Regions from separate parts of the Mus musculus genome. Here regions 1, 2, 4 and 5 are each linked to region 3. A link is a contact called in public HiCAR-type and promoter capture Hi-C data. All regions are on one chromosome and are shown on one strand. The core of a region is the stretch at or near the end of the contact, and the rest is flanking DNA. Distances in the headings are between cores, read along the strand shown. Region 1 holds the start of Fdxr (ferredoxin reductase). Region 2 holds the start of Mrpl58 (mitochondrial ribosomal protein L58). Region 3 holds the start of Cyth1 (cytohesin 1). Region 4 holds the start of Unk (unkempt family zinc finger). Region 5 holds the start of Actg1 (actin, gamma, cytoplasmic 1).

Evidence for each region. Promoter capture Hi-C pulls out the DNA fragments that hold promoters and counts their contacts. HiCAR-type assays count read pairs that join an accessible place to other places. Capture Hi-C pulls out chosen DNA fragments and counts their contacts.
Region 1: a contact with region 3 is called in a promoter capture Hi-C map of pre-B cells, with 2.7 times the contacts expected there. The contact joins the promoter of Fdxr here to the promoter of Cyth1 in region 3. A contact is called at or near these places in 2 of 39 promoter capture datasets (liver and pre-B cells) and 1 of 115 datasets of contacts at active chromatin or transcription factors (astrocytes).
Region 2: a promoter capture Hi-C map of liver shows a contact between it and region 3, with 2.2 times the contacts expected there. The contact joins the promoter of Mrpl58 here to the promoter of Cyth1 in region 3. A contact is called at or near these places in 1 of 39 promoter capture datasets (liver), 1 of 115 datasets of contacts at active chromatin or transcription factors (thymic regulatory T cells) and 1 of 9 other capture datasets (liver).
Region 4: a contact with region 3 is called in a HiCAR-type map of astrocytes, with 2.9 times the contacts expected there. The contact joins the promoter of Unk here to the promoter of Cyth1 in region 3. A contact is called at or near these places in 1 of 39 promoter capture datasets (pre-B cells), 1 of 115 datasets of contacts at active chromatin or transcription factors (astrocytes) and 1 of 9 other capture datasets (liver).
Region 5: a promoter capture Hi-C map of liver shows a contact between it and region 3, with 2.9 times the contacts expected there. The contact joins the promoter of Actg1 here to the promoter of Cyth1 in region 3. A contact is called at or near these places in 1 of 39 promoter capture datasets (pre-B cells), 1 of 115 datasets of contacts at active chromatin or transcription factors (astrocytes) and 1 of 9 other capture datasets (liver).

The regions. Positions count from the first base shown.
Region 1 is chr11:115,275,678-115,278,377 of GRCm38.p6, forward strand. It overlaps Fdxr (ferredoxin reductase), which reads right to left and starts at 1,292. Exons shown (of 12, transcript NM_007997.1): 1 at 1,132-1,292; 2 at 402-505. The coding sequence starts at 1,210.
Region 2 is chr11:115,402,500-115,405,199 of GRCm38.p6, forward strand. Mrpl58 (mitochondrial ribosomal protein L58) reads left to right here and starts at 1,253. Exons shown (of 6, transcript NM_001347645.1): 1 at 1,253-1,461. The coding sequence starts at 1,276.
Region 3 is chr11:118,247,138-118,249,837 of GRCm38.p6, forward strand. It overlaps Cyth1 (cytohesin 1), which reads right to left and starts at 1,421. Exons shown (of 14, transcript NM_011180.4): 1 at 1,302-1,421. The coding sequence starts at 1,323.
Region 4 is chr11:116,029,047-116,031,746 of GRCm38.p6, forward strand. Unk (unkempt family zinc finger) reads left to right here and starts at 1,270. Exons shown (of 16, transcript NM_172569.4): 1 at 1,270-1,445. The coding sequence starts at 1,342.
Region 5 is chr11:120,347,061-120,349,760 of GRCm38.p6, forward strand. It overlaps Actg1 (actin, gamma, cytoplasmic 1), which reads right to left and starts at 1,435. Exons shown (of 6, transcript NM_009609.3): 1 at 1,365-1,435; 2 at 909-1,037; 3 at 576-815; 4 at 1-289. The coding sequence starts at 1,031. It overlaps Mir6935 (microRNA 6935), which reads right to left and starts at 353; the gene lies at 290-353. It overlaps 0610009L18Rik (RIKEN cDNA 0610009L18 gene), which reads left to right and starts at 1,618. Exons shown (of 2, transcript NR_038126.1): 1 at 1,618-1,802.

The DNA of each region.
Region 1 (2,700 bases), core at 42-2,541, 3.0 Mb before region 3:
TGAAAGCTTTGAGACCTTGGCCTTTGTGGAAGAGAATGGTCGTGGGGAGGGCGCAAAGCTGCAGACAAGATTGCCTTGAAATATAAAATGCTGGAGATAAAGAAGCGTAAAGATAAGGGGAGGCGAAAGCCATCCCATTAGACTGAAAAAGACTTCCCTACAAAGCAGAAGACAGCTGCCCATCTGTCCCCAACCACCATCCATGGAACAAATGCATGTCTCTCACAGCTGAGGACCTAGGGCGCCTCAGCTATACCTGTGGAATCAGTTAGAAAGAACACAGCTTACATTAGTCAAAAGCCCCTTCCTTGTCAGACAAACCAAAGGGCTGGAGCCTACCCCCAGAATTGGGACAAGAAATGAATGGTAAGAAGGGAGCCTGGAAGGAGTGCCTCGCTTACCTTTAACAAGTGTTGGGCTGTGTAGAAGCCAGCTGGGCCACTGCCGACCACACAGATCTGAGGGGTCTTCTCCTGTGTGGAGAACTTCTGGCAGAAGCCTGGGGCTAGGTAGAGCAGGGGACAGCAGGGTCAAACCAACACCCTCCTACCACCCCAAACCAATTCTGTCCAGTTGCACCTTGCCTTCACCCTCACCTGCATCTTCCTTTTTCCGTTCCTCAAAGCTTCACCATTTCATCTGAATGCCAGAGCTGTCTTTATCCAGAACCCCATGTCTCACCCATGAACAATAACAAATAATCTGCCCCAGACCCCCTTATCCCCCAAGCTGTCCTGCACAGCACTATCTTTCTTGAGAGGTTCCTTATGTGATCTCATGTCTTCATATGCCCATCACGTTTCTATTTTGCTTTTTTCTAGCCCTTCTTTCCCCCACAGAACTCTATTGCTCATCTCCTCACCTCGAATTTGCCTGTCACCTCCGTTCACCTCGTATCACACATAAAGACCTCATGGTCTATCCTTTTAGCCTTTACTGAGCTGTCTTACCCAGGACGCCTTACATCTCTTTGCACAGATCCTCCCCTCTCCATCACTCCCATTTCTCCCGCAAGAGCAGACACGTTCAGCTTTGCCCCTCTCCAGCCCCGCCTCAGCTCTGCTCGGACCCCCGCTCTTGATCACAGGCCTCCCCTCGCCCTGGTGCAGCCCCCAAGAGCCCTGCTCCTACTCGGAGTGCTCCTGGAGGGAGACGGCCGAAGCCCAGACCACGCGGACCAGCGCCACCAGTGCCAGCAGCGAGGAGCCATGGCTGAGAAGTGCAACCAGCAAGCGGAAGAGCTAGCAATGACTCTAGTGCTGAGCGCAGGTCCAGCAGCCCGCCGAGGACGCTCCTCTGGACCCGCCCATCACTGGAGCCCCGCCCCAAGCCTCGCCTCCCGCTTGCTTAGAAACATCAACTTGGAGACTTCACCAAGATTTCCGAAATAACCACGCCCCCAAAGAGAACCATGCCCCCATCTCGCCAAGGCCCCGCCCCCAGAACGTCCAATCCTCAAAAGCTTATCAAATTTCTCCGGTCTTCCTAGTACCTCCAGATGCCGGAAGTCTAGATTTGAAGAAACGCGAATCCCCTATGCTGTTTCAGTTGCTCTTGAAGAAGGGAGCCAATTGGAAAGGAGCTTACTTTATGTAAAGCTTGCCGCTCGCTGATGACGCAATGCCCCGTTGTCGTTGTTTGAGTGATTTTTGTATCAGCCAATCAGAAGGCCAGAGCCCGGAAGTCTCGTGTATCCGCTATTCTTGACTCCTCGATTTTTAAGTCTGGATGTTGAACTGATGTAGCCTCAAACAGCTACTTGTGCGTGTCAGAGAAGGACAAGTGTTAAACTCTCAAGAGCTTATTTCTAGTCACCCTCTTCCCACGATGGGGGAGGAAACACGCGAAGAAGTTCCCCCTCTGGCACTGAGACCAGAGCCCGACCTTCGACCCTGGTCCGACAGTACAGGGATCAGGGTGAGACCGTACCTTAGGGGGCACCCAAAAGCTCAGTAGTCAAGGTAAATCATTCATATTCCATGTTTTAAAAGAAAATTGATGCAAAGCCTAAAATCAATATCTTTTAAAAGTTTTTTCTAACATTTATATATTTTATTACATTATTTATGGGGGCCGGTGTACACTTGCCACAGCGTTCGCGTGGTGTGTGGTAGTCAGAGGACAGCTTATAGGAGTTGGTTCCCTCCTCTACGTGAATTCCTGGGTTTCAGACTCATTTAAGGCTGAGGGCAAGCAACTTTACCCTCCAGCCGACCCACACATGTTTTCTACACAAGAACAGGACCTGAAGAAGGGTGAATGCTTAATGTGCACATGATCCTGGTTTCGATTACACCACAAAAAATATAATTAAAATAAGGGCAGGACCCATTGTCACCTCTAACCAGACAAGCCCAGTGCTTCTCTGAGAGTCCTTCTCCTTCTTGGAAGACTAACCTGTCATCCTCACAACATCTGATTCTTGTTTATTCTTGTTGAAGATTGAACCCAGGGACTTACAAAATTGCTCTACGTTTTAACTGCCCCCTGCCTCGCCCCGCCCCGCCCCGCCCCTAGCTGAATCTTCTATTCCATAATTCAGGTACAAAGCTAGCCTGGGCTGTATACAGAGTGGCACCTGATCTCACAAAACAGTATGCCACTTGTTTTGTGAGAGGGAAATGGCAGTAGGAACGTGGTCATACCAATGGAAACTGGCTTGACTGACCTGACTGTAATCTGGAATTCTTGGGCCAGATG
Region 2 (2,700 bases), core at 3-2,502, 2.8 Mb before region 3:
GTATGTCTGTGATGTGACACACTCTGCATGTTTGGGATACAGCAGAGACCTTACATTCTAACTTGGAGACAGGCAATATGTTAGAACATAAGACTGGGCCTTGGAGTAGTGGTACAAATCTGAACACCTGTGAGGTGAAGGCAGGAGGGTCAGGAGTTCAAGACTAGTCTGAGCTAAATAGGTTGAAACCCTGTCTCAAAACACAAGCAAAAGACAGACCTGGTTGGGTAAGCTTTTAATACCAATGCTCTGGACTGAGAGGCAGGCAACCTGCTGTATATAGTGAGCTCCAGGCCAGCTAGGGCTACATAATTGAAACCTGCCTAAATAAATACCACAAAACCAACCCTTAAGCTCAAAATCGAACACACAAAGATTGGTTGACTGTCTATCCACTCATCTATCTAAAGCAAGTTAGGAATGTGGCTCACACTGAACAAGGGATAGGAAAGGGCAGGGAAAGTCCGAGCTTAGCAGGTAAGGTCGTCCTTGCTGTATCTAGTTAGGTTGCTCAAGGGTCCAGGGAAGGAGAACAGACTCAAAAAAGAGAAAAGGGTGTTTCTAGGATGCTAGATCCAGTGTTTGTTTATGTATTTATGCATTTATATATTTGTTTACATACACACACATTTAAAATGATTTTTCCAAGACAGAGTTTCTCTGTATAGAAGCCTCGGCTGTCCTGGACTCACTTTGTAGACCAGGCTAGCCTAGGTCCACCTATCTCTGCCTCCCAAGTGCAAGGATTAAGGCCTGGCCATGTATGTATGTATGTGTGTATGTATGTACTATTATTATTTTTTTTTTATGGTTTTTCAAGACAGGGTTTTTTTTCTGCATAGCCCTTGCTGTCCTGGAACGCACTCTGTAAACCAGGCTGGCCTCGAACTCAGAGATCCACCTGCCTCTGCCTCCCAAGTGCTGGGATTAAGTGCCACCACGCCTGGCCATGTATGTATTATTTTTATGACAGGGGCTATGTGACTAGGTTAGGCTCTCATCTGCCTTAGCCTTGAGAGCAGTGCTGGGACTGCAGGTGAGCACCGCTCAGTCAGACCCATACAGGAATCTTTTTAAGAAAAATCTCCCGTAGGTGGTCTCTATCTGCCGGTCAACCTCTACCAGATGTCAGCTGGGTGCGCACCACTTCCCACCATCACCGCCAAGGTGGACAGCCCGGAGCCCGAGAAACCCGGCGGAACTTAAGAGCCAGCTCAGCCAAGGCTGGCGGACCGCCGGAAGAGTGAGCACCGGAAGCGGTCCTGGGAGGTGAACATGGCGACCGCCTGGGGCCTACGCTGGGGCCTGAGCCGAACTGGAACGTTGTTGCTCGCGCCGCCCGCGCGCTGTGCTCGCCGGGCTCTGCACAGACAGGTAGACGGCACCACGTTCCAGAGCATCTACAGCCTGGACAAGCTGTACCCCGAGTCCAAGGGCGCGGATACCGCCTGGAAGGTCCCGGTGAGCCGAGAAAGGCGGGACGGAAAGGGCGGTTCCTCCCGCTGCTAGGTGACGCGAGGAAGCCGGGCGGCTTGCAAGGTTTTGGTTGCCCCAGGAGGAACTGATCGCCCTAGTAACCCGGCCGGAGGTGCGGGATGTGCTGGGACTGTAGAGTGTGATTGCAACCCTCGTGGCTCGGGTAGTGCAGACCCTGGGAGAGAGCCGCCACATACGCGTCTTTCTAGATCGTTAGTTTGTCCACGTTTGCTTCCCGGCCTTCAGGCTCACATTATATGGGAAGATGTGCATTATGGACCTTGAAAGTAGTAAAACCTGAGATCCGCAAGTTGGGACGTTACCCAGTCTTTTGACCCTAGTAACGTTAGGAAGCCTGAGACAAAGCTGGTTTGGTCCCTAAGGGTCCATGTTTAGCCTGCGTCATGTAGTGGTACTGCGTGGGGCCTGAGCAGGAAAGAGAGCATCTATTGAGCTGCACCTGTAGGATTGAAAGAGCATCAAGTATTTTCATTCATCCACTCGCACCTCATTCAGCAGACATCTTTTGAGAGCATGCTGTTAGCACAGTGCTAATTTGGGGCAGAGAGTAGTAAAACAGAAATCCTAAGGCTGTAAAGCTCGTATACTGGAGGGCGACAGACAAAAATAAATGAATAAACCCAAGTAACACTAAATATGATACTTCAGAGATAGTAAGACTCAGAAGGCAAAGGTGAAGCTAGAGATAATAACAGTTGTAGGTTTGTTGTTTGTTTGGACAAAGGATCTCATGTAGCCTAGGCTAGACTCGAACTTGCTACATAGCTGTGGGTGGCTATGAGCTCCTGATCCTTCCACGTTCATCTCCCACGCGTAAAGATTACTGGCATGTATCACTGTACTGATACATGTTGTGAGAAAAGCTCTTTAAAAGCCCTGGATGATCTCTAGTTTGCAGTGATCTTCCTGCCTCTCAAGTACTGAGATTACAGGCATATACCAACAAACCCAGCTAAGCATTGAAGTTTTAGGTAGAGTGATCTGGGAAAAGCCTGGAAGAATGGGCCACAGTGGCCTGAATCTGTAACCCAAGCACTTGAGGCAGAGGCAGGAAAAATCAATTGGCTCATAGCCAGCCTGGATTATATGAGACCTTGTCACGTACAAAGACCTGGAAGGAAGACATGAGAATACTGGGGAGATGAGTGTCCCCAGCAGAGCAGGTGCAACCATTTCAGAACAGTAGCATGCTGGACAAGTGTG
Region 3 (2,700 bases), core at 171-2,670:
CACACATCTGAAGCTCTGGGAGTTGTTAGCCATAATCCTCATGGCTTCACCGGGTCAGGGTTCTCTAAGGGCTCCCCTGCAAAGCCCTAACACTCTTCCCTCTTGGTACTTTAATATTCCTCACCAGAGTGTGAGGAGGCAAAGTTACCTGTGAGGCAACACACCGGAGTTTGGCTCCACTAAGCCGTATAAGCTTGTTAAGTTCCTGAGCCATACTTCCCTGCCAAACCAGTAAAAGGTCACCACTCGCCCTACCTGCCATTCCTTCTTCCATTCCTCCTGGAAACAATGCTAACAACCACGTAAAGCATTTCAAATAACCTTCTACAACTCCAGAGACTGCACACCCTCGGAGGGACCAGAGCCCTGGCTGTTCGCCAACAAGCAGCAAGGTTAGCCAGGAGAGTCTAAATCGCTTCTGCCCTGGTGGAGGATGTGGACTGGTGTCATTACCCGGCTACCTTCAGGCAACAGCTCAAACTTGATCCCCTTGCCCGGTGTGGTCAGGCCCTGACTGACAGACCAGGGGACCAGGAGCTAATTCACAATGCGACGGTAGCACGAACCTGACCGACGTCCCCGGCTCAGAGGCCCCGGTCAGGCCACTTGTGTTCATCTCAGAACAAAGAGCTGGATGGGGCACATAACTTCTAACACCCCTGAGAGCCGGAAACTACTAGGGAACACAGGCCGGCCGGGCGTGTTAGTCCCGCGGCCGCTCGCGGCGTCTGCCACCCCGGTGACAAGCAGCAGGCGACTCGTCTTAAAGACTACGACCCCGGTCACCTGGCCCTGACTCCCCTCGGCACCCCGGGGCTCCTCAGCATCCTCATGACCCTCAGCGCTCCGGTTAACCCCCGCCGCGGAGACCCTCTAACCCCGGCGACTCCCCTTCCGGGGCCCCTAGACTCGCAAACCTCAGCCCCAGCGACCCCCAGGCCCGAGTAACCTCGGTCCTGGAGCCCGAAAGCAATTCCCGGTTTTACACCCGTCTCCGTCGGCGCCCTCAGGTTCGGGCGACCCCTGCCGTGACCCTCCAGGCCTGGGTGACCCACAGCCCCGGCAACCCTCAGGCTCGAGTGACACTCAGTTCCCAGCGACCCTCAGGCCCGGGTGACTCTCAGTTCACGGCGACCCAAAGGTCCAGGCGACCCTCAGCCCCGGCGACCCTCAGGCCCTCGAGCGTCTGGGCAGTCACCCCCGGGCCCTCGCACTGCCGCCACCCGGCGCTCCGCGTCCCGTCCCAGGGACACCGGCGCAGGCGGAAGCTCACGAAGGGGCAGCGGACCGGCCCCACTCACCATAGCTGTCATCGTCCTCCATGGTGCTGGCGACCGGCTCCGGCCCGCGACCGCCACTGACCTCCCGCAGCCCGCGTCCTGCCAGACACCAGCTCGCCACAGGCCAGCTCCGAGCCGCGGAGCCCCGCCCCCCGCACCGCGCCCGCACTGCCCAGCACGCGCCTGCGCACGCGCCGCCCGAGGCACCGCCCCCGGCACAAGGTCCCGCCCACAGCCAAAACGCGCGTGCGTGAACGCCCTCTAGGCCCCGTCCCCTTGAGGACCTCTTTAGTTTGCGTTTACGCAAGCGCGGCACCTAGGCTCTGCCTATCTATGACTCCGCCCCCAAGTCACGCCCTCTCTCCTTAGGTACCGCCCCCTCTCCTCGGGGCAGGGCAGTTTCGGGTTTCAAGTTTCACAAGCGTGCGTAGGCCGCGGGCGTGGTTTACTAGCCAGGGCCAGCGTCCAGCCACTCGGCTGGTTAAACATACTCAAGGTCACGGGTATAACCCGAAGGGTAAGGTGGCCCTAGCTGTATCCGCCTCGGACACCAACACGTCGAGGAGGAAATTACCTAAACTCATCTGTGTTCGTTACTTATACTTCCTACCGGCGCCAAGTTGCACAGGAGGACATAACTTCCAAATTAGTAGCCTCAATTTACAGGCTCTGCTGCTTTCTTCGGGAGGACCGGTTGATCCCCCTTTGCAGTTGTGGCCAGGGGCTGCTTCTGTGGAGGTGAGAGCATTTATGCGGTAGGAGGTCTCTGCAGAATTAATCAGTGGAAGCACCAACCAATGATCTGAAAAGGCCCTTAGGGAACACCCTGTCCTGTGAACTCTAGCCAAGTGACCAGCAGGGAGTGCATTGCAGCTCAATGACAGAGCACTTGCCTAGCAATGTGAGAGACCCTAGATTGCATCCCAGAGACCAGGGGAAAGGAGAAAACTAATTCCCAGACTCAGAGGGTCTTATATGGGCTGGGGCATCTCTGGGTGGTAGGTCCCTGTCCAGGATGTCCTCCACCACAGCATGCACAAACCCTTCTTACCCCAGAAAGGCCTGGGGTAGTGGTGCTTGCCTGTGGCATACCTGTTGTTAGTCTAGCGTCCCAGGAAACTGAGGCAGGAGGACAATATAGTGAAACTCCACCTCAAAAACAAAACAAAACAAAACAAAACAAAAACCTACAAATACAGCAAAAGAGACACTGGGAAGTTTTGGGACGGGTCTTCCTGATTGAAACAAAGACTTGAAATCCCCCATGCAGCCCCAGAACCAGCCTTCTACCCCCACAGCTCCCTCTCTCTGCAAATCACTGCCTGTAGAGGGTTGTGGGAATCTCTGGGCTTCTGCAGGGCATGAAGGGGCCAGGCCAACCACATGGGGAGGAAGGAGAGTCAGGTCTTTCCTTGTGGGT
Region 4 (2,700 bases), core at 20-2,519, 2.2 Mb before region 3:
CTATGATGGACATTTTTATTATTTTATTATTATTCGTGGAGTGGGTTCTCTCCTACCACCTGTACATCAGTCCCAGAGATCCCACTTGGGTTTGCAGCCTAGGGAAGCAAGCACCTTTACCCCTACTCATCTCCAACCTGTTGTTGTTTGGTTGTTCTTGTTCGGGTTTTTAGACAGACTGACAGCTCTGGCTGACCTAGAACTACCAACGGATGCCACCAGGCTTTGAATTCAGAGATCCACCTTCCGTTGCTTCCTGAGTGCTGGGACCGAGATACATGCCACCGTGTTGGTTTTTGAGATAGGGTTTTAGTACATAGCCTAGCTTGGCCTGGAACTTGTGACTTTCCTCCCTCAGGATGTACCCCTATATCCAGCCTGTAGAAAGTCATTTCATAAAACCATATTCCTAAATGTGAGGCAATTGCCTTGCATTTCCCCGGAACAGAAAGGTTTTTTTCCAGAAAAGGGAACTAGAATGGACTAGAACATTTTTTTTTCCTCAGCCCCTGGCCCTTCTCATGTAGTCTATCACTATACTTCTCAACAATTTACCAAAGTGCCTAAGAGACTACTCTAGATAGAGATTAGGTTCTCCCTTGGACCTTAACCTACTGGAAACAAGGTATTTGGGCCAACCACTGAGTTCAGAAGGAGCCCAAGTGGAGGGGTTCCAGGTTTCAGGGTTGATAAATGTTAATGATGCCCAGGAACAATATGGTGTATTGTAATTTTTAAAAACAAAACAAAGCAACAACAATAAAAAGCTTCTTCAAACTGTCTGCTAGCCTGCATACTTTCTCTGGTGATTTACAGGTTACTATATTATGAAAATATTGGCTGACTAGCTTGCTGGCTCCGAGGCAATGCTCTAGACTGACTTTAGAAACGGTGCGCCAACTGTACTGGTAGGGAGGCAAGGCAATTACTGCACTGCATTTGGAACATTCTCCGTGGAGTTGTTTCAGGCCTCCCTAACTGGTTCCTTGCTCTCCGGAGGATCCAGTTTAAAGGTAGAGTTCACCTCCGACCACACTGACAATGCTCAGGTAATAGTTAAGAGTGACTAGACTACAATTACCACAAGGCATTGCGGATCCTCAGCATCCGGGACACCGTCCGCAAAGATCTCTGGGTATTGTGGTCTTGCACTTTAGCAGCGACACTGTGCCAACGGTAAAATTTCACCGGAAAGGAGGACCACAACTCCCAGCAACCTTTGCTGCTGTGCGGGGGGTCTTCACGTTCTCGTGGCGCGGCGCAGGCGCTGTGGGTCTTCGGCGCGGACCGCGCAGACTGAATAATAAAAGGGGAGCGGCGAAGAGGCAGGAAGACAGGACCATGTCGAAGGGCCCCGGGCCCGGCGGCTCGGCAGCTTCCTCGGCGCCCCCGGCCGCTACCGCTCAGGTGCTGCAGGCACAGCCCGAGAAACCGCAGCACTACACGTACGTAGAGCCCCCCCCGCCGCGCGCGCACGCCTGACGTCAGCGGCCAGCGTGAGTCACGCGCGCAGGGAGAGCGCGAGGCTGTCCCCCCCCCCCTTCCTCCGGCTCGGCCCAGACCGGTTCCAACCTGCTGGGACCGGTCCCAGCTTACTTCAACTGTCACCAACCTCTGGTCGGGCAGTGGGGCGGGAAACTCGGTCCCAGCCTCCGAGTCGGAAAGGCAGGAGCGCGGGTCCCGAATCCACACTTCTCAGGCCAGGCCTCAGAGGCCTGACGGTCTCAGACATAAAACCCGACAAGTCCACGACATGACAAGTGGAAGTCTGTACCAACCAGCACGAGACCTGTCTAGAAATGACTGTTTGCTTGAAGTCTCGGGAGGAGACTCTGTGCACCGGAGGCCTTTTGTATCTTTAAGGCCTGTTAGATTGTCCACGAGGATCACCCATGCTTGAATTCCCTTAAACAGTCAAACGTGCAGAAATGGGCTCACTCCGTGCAGGCTGTACTGTCTAGCTTGAGTCAGCGACATCCGGGGTGTTAATGGTTGCAGACCCCTTCAGCATCGGGCAGGCAAGGGAGCCTCATCGTAACTGGCCTAAATGAGATTGCCACAATGTAAAAACTGCATGTGTACAAGCTTAGGTCCCTGCCTTCCTTGCTGTCATGTCACAGTAGGCCTAGGTTCTGTGAGACAAAGGCCAATGCTGTAGTTCCTCTTGTAAAGCCCTGTTGGTTTCCGTTCCCTGCTGTGTGCCAGGAGTGTCCCTACTGGGTGCCTGAGTGATGGGCCAGTTTAGGAGATCCCAACCTGTGGAAATGTCAGAACCCGAGAGATTGAACAACACTCCAGCGTCCAGCCAGGAGCTGGCAGCATCCGAACTAAAGTCAGGCAGAAGCAGCTCTGGTTCAACACTTTTGGGAGTTGGGACAGGGGAACATTGGTTATAGAAAATGTATTGGTTTCTTCAAATGACTAGTGTTGGCTGACGTCATCCAAACTTGACTGTAACTCAGGTTAGCCTTTCAAGTATGGTGGTCATCAGTTGGTCCTTTCTTACTGGAGTTCTCTCTCACTCTGCAACCTTGCCATTGCTTTTGATAAGAAGGTCTAACATCAGAATAACATCACTTATCTGGTCACACACAAAAATTTGTAAACTTAGTGGAACTGTGAAAAACATCTACATTTGTTTATTTGTATGTGAGTCTGTGGGAACACTCACGCAGCGCCACATGCAGGTGTGGAGGTCAA
Region 5 (2,700 bases), core at 185-2,684, 2.1 Mb after region 3:
AGCACAGCTTCTCCTTTATGTCACGAACAATTTCCCTCTCAGCAGTGGTGGTAAAGCTGTAGCCCCGTTCAGTCAGGATCTTCATGAGGTAGTCTGTCAGGTCCCGGCCAGCCAGGTCCAGACGCAAGATGGCGTGGGGAAGGGCGTAGCCCTCATAGATGGGCACTGTGTGTGTGACCCCGTCACCAGAGTCCATGACAATGCCAGTGGTGCGCCCAGATGCATACAAGGACAGCACCGCCTGAATGGCCACGTACATGGCTGGGGTATTGAAGGTTTCAAACATTATCTGTGGAAAGACAAAGAACACCTGAGTGAGTGAGTAGCAGGGGCCCTGAGCCTCCCACACCCACACTCTGCATGCTGCATGCCACAAATGTGATGTGTGAAGAAAAAAAGAACAGAACGCAAGCAGAAACGCAAACAGAAACCTGGAGGCTTCAGGGAGGAAATGCCAGGAGAAGAGGAACAGAACCCTAGAAACACCAAAGAAACGCTTGAATGTCAGGAAATGAGGCACAACACAAAATGACTCGTCACGCCCAAGGGGAGGCAAGGTCCCGGCTCAAGCATACCTGCGTCATCTTCTCTCTGTTAGCTTTGGGGTTCAGGGGGGCCTCGGTCAGAAGCACCGGGTGCTCCTCAGGAGCCACACGCAGCTCATTGTAGAAGGTGTGGTGCCAGATCTTCTCCATGTCGTCCCAGTTAGTGACAATGCCGTGTTCGATAGGGTACTTCAGGGTCAGGATACCCCTCTTGCTCTGGGCCTCGTCACCCACGTATGAGTCTTTCTGGCCCATGCCCACCATGACGCCCTGCGAGAGAAAAGGCCGCGGTCAGACTCGCCCCACCCACCGCGCGACCCGGGCCCAGAGAGAACACAAGGGAGGCCACTCCTCTCAACTAACCTGGTGTCGGGGGCGCCCTACGATGGAAGGGAACACGGCCCTGGGGGCGTCGTCGCCAGCAAAGCCGGCTTTGCACATGCCGGAGCCATTGTCAATGACGAGTGCGGCGATTTCTTCTTCCATTGCGATCTGCGCAGGAAGAAGCCCCGGAATTAGCGCAGCCCTCACCGAACTCAGAAAATGTCCTCGGCCAGGGCCGAGCCACCCCGGAGGAGTGCAGTCCCCACCCCGGGCGGCGTAACCGTCGGCTACCGGCAGCGCCCCGTTCCGCCGCGGCGAGGAGGGGCTGCGCATTGCGTCGGGCCCCGCCCTGCCCCCAGCCGCGGCTGCAGACCCAGGCCCACCCGTCAGGCGCCCTGCGCTCCGCTCCGCTCCGCAGCGGTGCGGCAGGCAGGGTGAGCGGGAAGAAAGGGCCACAGGAAGTCACTGGGCCAAGCCCGGGGAGCGGCAGCTTACCGGCGAAGGACGCGGCGGCGACGGAGGAGCGGCAAGAAGCGCAGTGTAAGCCGGCGGCGGAGTGTGAGACCGACCGCGGCCTCCCCCGCCGCTATTTAAGCGGGAGCGGGCCGCGCGCGCGGGCGGGGGCGCGCGCGGCCCCAGAACATGTCCATATATGGCGATCTTTCCAAAAGCCGGGCGCCTATTGGCCCGCCCGCCAGGGACACGTGGGGCCCGGGCCCGCCCGCCCCTGGCCCGCGCCGCCGCCAACGGCCCCGCCCGCGCCGCCCCCGCGCGCTCGCGACCCCGGGAGGCCCGGTTCTTGCTCGCGGGGGTCTCGGCGAGTGGCGTGCGTGCGATCGGCCCTGCCCTGCCCCGGGACTGCCGCGTAGCAGGGAGGGCCCGGGCTGCGCCCCGAAACTGCCAAGCCCGGGGCGGGCCGCGCCCCGATCTGGGGTGAGTCCCGTGGCCCCCGCCCCTATGTGAATCCTGTGCCCCGCACACCCCCCAGGACCTTTCTCTACAGGGTCCGTGTGTGCCTGGCTGGGGACGGGCTGGAGGGATTCCCGGGGGTCCGGGGAGCGGCCATCACATCCCAGTCACGTGGGAGAGGGTCACCAGTTCTTCCACTTCAGCCATGTCCCTTTATTGGAGGAGGGGTCGTCACGGGGTTGGGTGTCCCTGGGCATCAAAGAAGGTGGTGGTGGTGGTGTGAGTGGGCATTGTGTTATGCTGGCTTTGCGGGACACATTGTAGGGAAACTGAGGCAGGGGAAGTCTCCCGACTTTCAGGATGGTCCAGCCCCGCCCCCCGCGTGGGTCAGCTGGCGAGACTCCTCTCCACTGATTATGAAGTCCGGGTCAAACTGGTTTTGGGCACAGAATGCTTAGGCCTTAGTCCCCTCCGGACAGGCGTGGGGGGCGGGCCGGCCTCGCTGCCCTTCTCCCGGCTGTTTGGAAACTTGTCACCCTTAGCAGGGTCGTGGCGCTGCCGTCCTAGATGGTGCCTGAAGAGAAAGCTGGCACGGGAGTTAACCGGGTTTTATTTGTAAGCTTCTGGAATGGTTCATTGTGGAATGAAGCGGAGGGTAGCAGTGAGGTGAGGGACTCCAAGGTCACAGGGCACAGAGCTTGATTCGAGCAGGTACGGGGTGCCACTCCCACCCTATGCACAGGCGCTCTCAGGCAGCCCTGCAAGGTCAGCTCCCCATCTGAGACATGAACACAAGACCCAGGGGGACCAAGCAGCCTGCCCTGCTTACCTGCTGGCCATAAACCCGTGCCAACACTCAGTCACCTTTTGTGCAACATCAGGCCTAGAAAGAAGGGCGCTGGCCCTGTGGTTGTACAGAGGT